Linked DNA regions of Neogale vison: region 1 is linked to region 2. Evidence: chromatin contacts called from public Hi-C data. All regions are on one chromosome and are shown on one strand. The core of a region is the stretch at or near the end of the contact, and the rest is flanking DNA. Distances in the headings are between cores, read along the strand shown.

Region 1 (4,641 bases), core at 1,818-4,317, 140 kb before region 2:
CCCTTTGAAGCTGCTCTTGGGTCTGTAGCCCTCAGAAGCCTGCTGAGGTTTTGTTTTTGTTTTATGTTTTTTGTTCCAACCTGCTGAGTTTTGTTTTTGTTTCAATCTGCTGAGTTTTGGGGATAATTTTTTTTCTTTTTTCTTTTTTTTAAAGGGTTTTATTTATTTATTTATTTGACAGACAGAGACCACAAGTAGGCAGAGAGGCAGGCAGAGAGAGAGGAGGAAGAAGGCTCCCCACTGAGCAGAGAGCCCGATGCAGGCCTCGATCCCAGGACCCTGGGATCATGACCTGAGCTAATCATGACCAGAGGCCCAACCCACTGAGCCACCCAGGTACCCCTGGGGTAATTTTTTATGCAGCAATAGATAAGCAATATATCTTCCCCATTGTAGAAACATCTGCTCTCTCCAAAGTCAACTCAGAGCTTTATTATTTTTTTAAGATTTTATTTATTTATTTGACAGCACAAGTAGGCAGAGAGGCAGGCAGGGGTGGAGGGGAAGCAGGCCCCCCGCTGAGCAAAAAGCCCAATGTGGGGCTTGATCCCAGGACCCTGAGATCATGACCTGAGCTGAAGACAGAGGCTCAACCCAATGAGCCACCCAGGCGCCCCAACTCATACCTTTAATAGGCAGCTCAGATCATTTGAGTTTCCTTTTCTCTTATACTCACTCGGGTGAGGTAGTAAAGTGAGTCAGAGCACCTCCATTCAAACACATGTGGTCGCTGCTTTCTAGCTGTGATGACTGGGCAAGTTACTTAACCTCTCTGCGCCTCAGTTTCCAAATGATGAAAAGGAAGATTATGAAAACTGAATTGGAGAATGTATCTGTTAAGAGCACCTGACCCAGGGATGCCTGGGTGGCTCAGTGGGTTAAAGCCTCTGCCTTCAGCTCAGGTCATCATCCCAGGATCCTGGGATCAAGCCCCACATCAGGCTCTCTGCTCAGTGGGAAGCCTGCTTCCCCCTCTCTCTCTGCCTGCTGCTCTGCCTACTTGTGATCTATCTGTCAAATAATAATAATAAATAAATCTTTAAAATTAAATTTTTAAAAAACTTTTTAAAAAAGACTTAAAAAAAAAAAAAGTACCTGACCCAATGCTGGGCACTTTATAGTGAGCTCCCTTAGGCCCCCTTCTAAATTTCTAATTCCTGACTCCTTTGCATGTTCCCAAGTCCTTGCCCAGAGGGGCTAGGACTAGGAGCAGTTTCTTCAGGATCATGTCCTCATGCTTGCTCTTCCTGCCACTGGAGACAGAGGAGGAGGAGACCTGCTCTGTGCCTGGGGATTTCTCCCAGTTTTGGGGTGAGAAGAGACTTGTCCACAGAGGCAGGGTGCACTGCTGCGGGAAAGGTCCTCTTGCAGAGCAGGGAGCTGTCGCTGTAGTGGCTAAGCCCAGGCTCCAGTCTAGCCACCCCACCACCTCCTCTGAAGGTGAAAGGATTTCAGGCTGCCACTAAGTAGTCCCTAACATATCAGGAAAACTGCCCTTGCCAAGGCTTTGCCCATTTTCCTTTCCTTTCACCAGATTTCTTTCCCCCTCACCTCCCTTTAAAATTTTTTAAAATTTATTTAAATCTCCAATCATATGTTAAAAATACTAGCCAACATTTCCCGAGAATCCACCAGCCAAGTTTCTAAGACTGCGATGTGTCTCACAGCCCGTTTAGGAGACCAGTTCCTATGTCAGCCCCGTTTCACAGCTGAGAAAAGCAAGGCACAGAAATTAAGTAAATTGCTCAAGGTCACATAGAGGCAAAAAGGAGGTAATGAAGCTCGGGCTCCAAGGTCAGTACCTCCTGTACACAGGCTGTTCCAGGGCTCTGTGCTAAATTCTGTATTCAGTAGCTCTTTTCTTCAAGAGGCTCACAAAAACTGAATGCTGCCTCCGAGGTAACAGATGCAGTGTGCTCTTTTCTTAAAGATATTTTAAAAATACATTTACATCTACAAACGCACACATATGGAAATAGATTCCCCCCCCCCAACTCGCGCGCCTTAAAAAAAACAAAAACAAAAACAAAAAAAAAAAAAAACAAAAAAACTCCCGGCCCTACCCAGCTCTTTAACAGCCTTGACTGTCTTTCCACGTTTCCAACCGTCGCGGGGTCTGCGCCACCCATACGCAAATTTACTTGCCCACCTTCCGAGTTGAACCCTCTACTCTCCTCCCAGCCGTGTTCGCCCCTTCTCCGGGGTTCCTGGCCGCCTCCCCGCGTATTCTCCCTTCGTCCGGCTCCCAGTCCCTGTTTGCTCTCTAACCTCGCCCCTCCCCTCCCCAACCCTCCCCCGCGCGTATCCTCGCCACTTCACTGTCCCCAATCCTTGCGGCCTGCGCATTTCTCCCCTCTTCCAGCCTCGCCCCGGTACATCACCGCCCACCCATTTTTTCACCCCCACTGGCCCCTCTTCCGCCCCCGCTTCCTCCCAGCCAATCTCCTCACGCTTACTCACAGTTCCCCCACTCCTTGAACCTTCCCACCCCTCCACCCGCCACCGCCCAGCTGGAGCGCACAGCCGGCAGGCTAGGACGCGCGCTGACAGGGTAATGAATGGCTTCAGCGGTAATTAGCGACCCGGCGGCTAATCACGATGTACATTTACATTTTAAGTGCTGCAGAGGGAGCGGGGAAGGGGAAGGGACCCGGAGGGAATGCGGGCCTTTTCCGCGCTCTCGCTTCCCGGGGGAGCGAAGTGAATCCCTGTGTTCTACAGCTGGAGGTGGGAGAAGGGGGAGGGGGAGCTTTCGAGGGCCAACCCGGGCGGCCGCAGAACAGCCGCGTGCTAACCCGACGCAAACCCGGAGCTCCCAGGCCGGGTCCACCAAACTGCAGATCCGGCCTATATCCCCTCCAAGTAAGGTTCGGCCTGGGCTTGCATACTCCTGCGGATGGAGAGCTCGCTTCTTCCCTAACCAGCCCCTTCCACCGTGGATCCCACCGGTTCCAGGACTTTTCCCCAGGCCTAGCAGAAACTGCTGCCCTTTAAGTCCCACAGCTACCTCGGTCTTACGGAATGTGAGGTTCCCTGCGCCCGCCGCCAAGCGCTGCAGTCAGTCTTTGTGTTCTCAAGGCTGCTGTGCCTCCGCGACTGTGGCGGATCCTAGTGGGGCCCGCGGGAGCTGGGCTGAGCCGAAGTCCGGGCTCCAAGCGGAGCACTACCCCGAGGGCCCCTGAGCCTAGCGTGCGACCAGGATATCCCGGACGGAGTTGGTCACTCGGACGTTGGGGCGCAAAGTCCACCAGCTCCAGCCATTCCCCCAAAGTTCAGCCTGGGTTCTGAACAGCAGAGGCCGAGAGCTAGGTCAAACAAGAGGCCAAGGAGGCGACAACAGCTGTGAGAATGCAGAAGGTCACCCGGCAGCCCCGTTACGGGGATGGGACTCAGCTCCCCCGAGGCACTGTCAGGCCGCTCGCACGTTTGAGGTTTCCCGCCCGCTGCAGCTCTCCCGGCGCCTCCCCGCCACCGCGGTGCTAGGCTACCCAACCTGGATCAGGTCAGCACCGCTCCCTCGCTTGCGCCGGGGGCATGGAAGGGTGAGGGGCGAAGTCCCAGAGCAATTCCGGGGGCGAGAGTCCAGCTCCTTCTAACTTCCCTCCCATCATCATCCCTTCAGCCCCCAGCCTCACCTTCACTGTCTACCTCTCCTGGCAGGATGTCGGGGTTACTCTCCCAGCCCTGTGGTGTTCCCGATAGCTTCCTAATGCCCCCGAGGCTTCAACTTATCCACCTTCCTCCCTTCTCCCCCCAACACCTGCCTTCATCCAGCCTCCTTTTTGAAAAAGGACCCCACTGAGTCTCAGGGGGCCAAGGCTGGCTGACAACGAGTTCCACCTGGGAAGAAGGGGATCCACGTTACCAGGGAACTGTGCCTGGCTTACCCTAAAGCATGCAGCTCTCATAGAGGACGCTCCATGGGTGCGGGGAGCTTAACTCCCCTTGAGAAGGGCTCTCCTTGTTCTCTTCCCTTTCGCCTCAGGGACAGCCTGGCCCAGCGCCTCACCCCTCAGCCCAGGAGCGTACGGGGGTCCCAGAGCCTCCTGTTCCGGTCAGGCGCCGCGAGCTGAGACCTCAGTCTCCCGCCGCCCTGCGAAGACCACGCCGCGACGAAGTCGTCCGAGGGCAGCGCCGGGCGCAGCGGCAGCCAGCGCCTCCGCACTCTGCTGACCGTGCACAGGCTGTCCTTGAGGCGACAAGAGCGGCTCGGGCGCGGGAGGGACGGAGTGGGAGTGTTCCCTGAGGAGTGGGGGAAAGAGGCGCCAGCAGGCCTCTCGGAAAACCTTTCTTGAGATGCGACAGAGGCGGCCAACGCGCAAGGGCTCGGGGACCCGGCTTGAAACAGCTTTTGCATCGCAAACAGTTTTTATTTAGGTCGCCCGTTTATGATGGTTGGCTCAGGGAGGGCAGATGGCGATTGTAGGGGAACTTCGCCCCGCAGGTCACCCCCTGGCTGCCACTATACCTCTCGGAACGCAAGGTTCCCTGGCCCCGGTGGCTAGACTCGGGCGGGACTGAATCCCAGGAGCCGGCAGAGGCTAGGACGGGGGCGGGCCAAGCCGAGTTAGGGGCGGAGCCTGACGGTAGGGGCGGGGGCTCCCAGGCTCCCAGGCGGGGCCTCTGCTAAAGGCGCGGAGC
Region 2 (3,975 bases), core at 1,034-3,533:
AGATAAAAAACATCTCTGCAACTGTGCTAATCTGAAGCCAGACCCTTTTCTACAAAGGCCTGGGGACCCAGGGTTCGTCTCCATACAGCTCACAGTCGGTAGGAAAGCCCCCAACCTTCGGGCCTCAGCCCCAGGTCCCAGGCTGGAAAGAAGTTAGGGCTGGGTGTGGGGAGCCTCACAGACCCACCACATCTGGGTCCCCTCCACTACGCATGTCGGGGCAACTGGAAAAAAACTCTACATCAAGGGCAGAGTCTTGAGCAGGACAAAACTACCAGTGGCCCCAAGCAGGCCCAGATACAGTTTAACATCCTCCAGGGAACCTCCTAACCTCCAGGGAGCAAGAGGATACCACCACACTCTCAGCCTCCCTCCTGCTGTCTCTGCCCTCTTCCTGTTAGGGCCCCACCACGAAAGACACTGGAACCACCCAAGTGTGGGGAGCTTGGAAAAGAGCCCCTATGGTGCCCACTCTGGCAACACTCCTGTGCCAAGGCTGTGGAAACGGGGCTCTCACCTTCCCCATCTGGATCCCATTCATGTTCCTAGGCCAGCTGGGCCACATGTGTGGGAGGCCTGGGGCAGGACGGACCACCAGGCTATTTCAGCTGAGCGCCAGGGCCACACCAGACACGGCGCCCCGTCCCACCACATCCCCTGCTGGTGGGACCCACCTTGGACACCCAGGGGAAATCCCATGGGTAGTACCGATGCTGCCTGAGCCCAGACCTTGGCAGAGCTGGGCCCGGAAGCCTTCTTTGGGAAGCACGTGTTCACCCCACAAGGTCCCTTGGATCAAGCTGGGGGCCTGGGTCCTTGGTGGGTATAGGTACCTGCCTGGTTTCCCTCCACCCACGGCAGTCCAGCTTGGCGGAGCAGAGAATGAAAGGACAGACAGCCTGACTCTGCCAGAGACCTGGGGTAGCAACTCCATCCCCTGAGCCTCAGTATACTAGTCCCCAAAATGGGAGGGGAGGTGAACCTCTAGTTATGCTCCAAGGCTCTGGTGGCTGGACACGCCTCTTCCTGACACCTGGCCTGGGCCCTGAGGAGTCTGGGAGAATGAAATGACCAGGCTGCCAGAAGGTGGGGGCATCGTCCTAATGCCCAGTGTTATGTCCACCCACATAGAAGCCCTGCCCAGTTTCCCCACCCAAGGGTCACAGGTCCCTTGGCTTAGGCCTGGTCTTTTGGGAGGCGTAGAGGCTCAACCTCTGGCAAGTTCAAGGGAGGTGGTGGGCCCTGGGCTTCCTAAGAAGAGCCAGCTGGCTCCTCGGTGGGGGAATGACGGAGGGTTCAGAACAAGGCAGGCCAGGGGACCTGCAGGGAGGGCCTGGACAGGCATGGAACAGCAAAGTGTCCATTCTCCAGGGTCCTGACCCACGCTGCCCCCTCCCTCCAGGCTCCACACAGCCCTGACACAGGGGGAGGCAAAGAGCGGACAGACAGACTCGGAGTGGCCTGAGATAAGTCCGTGGGGCTCACAGGGCAGCACCTCCCTGGTGAACTCCCCTCCCAGTCGGGCTGACAGTGACTCCCGGGAGAATTCGAACCGGGAAGGAGGGGAGTCAGGGAGGTGGGGGATGGGAGTGGACGTGACCGCAGCTGCAACGGAAGCAACAGAAGCGGGACGCGCGACCTCCACCCTCACTCCCTCGGGAAGCACTCAGACGCCCACCCCCTCCAGACTCTCCAAGCACTCACCTCTCTCGGGGCACTGCGGTCCGGGCCACCTCGCTGCGGGCAGCATCAGCGGCCTGCGGGACGGTCCATGCGGCCAGGGGGGAGGGGAGGGGCGCAGGGGTCCCCGGGGGGTGCGGTACAAAGAGGTATTGGTGCGAAAAGAGGGGGAGGAGGGACGGCCAGACAGAGGCAGGGGGATGGCCGCGCGGCCCGGGTCGGGGAGGGAAGAAAGGCGGGGGAAGGGGGGCGGGAGGGAGTCGGGGGGAGGAAACAATGTAGCCGGCGCGGCCCCGGCAGAGTTCCGCTTCCGAACGCCGCCACCGAGGTTCGAGTTTGGAACGTCGCGCGGGCTGCCGGGGGCTGCCCCGGACGCTGGATCGGGGGCCGCGGAGGCTCCCCGCGCTCCACGCCCCGGAGGCTCTGGCGACCACGGGCTGGCTGGGGCGGGAGGGACCGCTGGCCGGGGGACGGCCCCGACGGCGGCGCGGGGGGGGGGGCGGTAGCCCCACTCGGACCCCACCCCGGCAGGCCCCCCGGGCAGGGTGCGGGGTGGGGCAGGAGCGGGAGGACGGCTGCGGTGGCGGCGGCGGCGGCGGCCAAGCTCGGCTTGCCCGGGGCTCCGCTGGGAGGAAGCTCACAGGCCTGGCGAGAGGAAGCGCGGCCCGGATCCTCCGCCCGCGGCAGCGCGCCTGCGCGAGGGGGCCTGCCCGGCGCGCGGCGGGGCGTGGGCCGGAGGAGCGGCGCCCCCTGCTGGGAACCGGCGGCACTGCGGGGGGTGTGTCTGCGCCCACGCCCTGCCCCCACCTGCGGGCCCGCGCTGAAGGCTCAGGAAGGTCCCACTCGCGAGGGCCCACCAGGCCGCAGTGGGGCGACCTCAGAGCCTTCTCTGGGCTCCGGTCCCCCGATGCAGAGGCTATTGAGGCATGACCTGGGCCTCTGTCCTCGGATCTGTAGTGAAGAGTAGGCCTCATTCACGGCTACTAGTAAGCATTCATTCACTCATTCAAATGTTTCCTGGCTCTGACAACGTGACAGGTTCTGCTCTGAAGTCTGCTAGGCCACCTCACCTTACTGTCAGGGGGTTCTCAGTAGGATAACTGACAGGCCAACAAACAAGTGCGAAGAAACTGCTGAGAAAGGTGGAGAGGTGGTGTGGGAGGTCCACAGGAAGAGGAAAGAGGGGAGGGCTATCGGGAAGGCTTAGTAGGACTGGGAGCCCAGGTAGGGAACAACAGCCAGGAGGAAGGCGGGGAATGACGAGAACGCTCGAAGGCTGGGGGAACCCTAAATAGCTCGTATGGTTGCAGTTTGCTGGGTGGGTTCAGGAGAGTGGGAGGAGATGGGGGTCTCTGCAGGGACAAGAGAGCCAACGAACGTCGTGGGACTTTCTTGGACTTTAATTTCAGCATGGAGGCAATGAAGTTGTTGGCAGTAGCTGTGTGACATTGGGAAAGTTACTTAAACTCTGTGCTATGGTTTCCTCATTTAGTAAAATGGGGGAAATAATAGCACCAATTTCTTAAGGCTTTGTGGTGAGGAAATGAGTTAAATCATTTAAAGTGCTTAGTGCGCAGTGGTTGGCACATGATCAGCCCTCAGCTAAGTACCACTGTTACATGTCATAGTTAATGAGGAGCAGGGAAGTGGTCTGCTCTGAGCTACAGAAGCAGACAGTGTGTGTGGTTGTGTGTGTTGGGGGGCGGGGGGCGGTGGTTAGTGATGGAGGAGAAACCAGACTCTGGCGTAGGTAGGAGGCATGAAGACACTTCTTAGGGACTGAGCCCTGGAGGAAGAATCAGGGTTGGGTGGACAGAGAGGAGGGCCACTGTCTGGCGGGGGAAATGAGGCATACTGGCAGAGCGTAGTATACCCAGACTGAACGAATGAGAGTGACAGTAATGAGCCCTGGGGAGAGTGAGCTGGAGAGACAGCGTGGCTGAGTGTGCAAAGAGCCTCAAATGCCAGGAGCACGAGTTGGGTGTGCCTCCCCAGACAAACCACAGGCTCGCCCTGTGACCCACTGCACCCCTGGGCCAGCTTCCCAGTAAGGGGCTAGCCCTTCAAGGAGGTAAATAGGGGTGCCTGGGTGGCCCTTCAAGGAGGTAAATAGGGGTGCCTGGGTGGTGCAGTCGGCTAAGTGTCTGACTCTTGATTTTGGCTCAGGTCATGATCTCAGGGTTATGAGATTGAGCCCGGTGCTGGGCTCTGCGCTGGGTAGAGGAGCCTGCTTAAGAGTCTCTCTCCCTCCCCCTCTGTCCCTCACCCCCTACATGGGCACTCTTCCAGCTATCT

What was found. A called contact is a pair of places that touch in the nucleus more often than the background predicts.
Region 1: a Hi-C map of fibroblasts shows a contact between it and region 2, with 7 times the contacts expected there. The contact joins the promoter of SCAMP5 here to the promoter of CSK in region 2. A contact is called at or near these places in 2 of 3 Hi-C or Micro-C datasets (fibroblasts and muscle).

What each region holds. Positions count from the first base shown.
Region 1 is chr13:117,091,893-117,096,533 of ASM_NN_V1, reverse strand. It overlaps SCAMP5 (secretory carrier-associated membrane protein 5), which reads right to left and starts at 3,067. Exons shown (of 8, transcript XM_044231671.1): 1 at 3,008-3,067.
Region 2 is chr13:116,949,886-116,953,860 of ASM_NN_V1, reverse strand. It overlaps CSK (tyrosine-protein kinase CSK), which reads right to left and starts at 2,283. Exons shown (of 13, transcript XM_044230476.1): 1 at 1,705-2,283.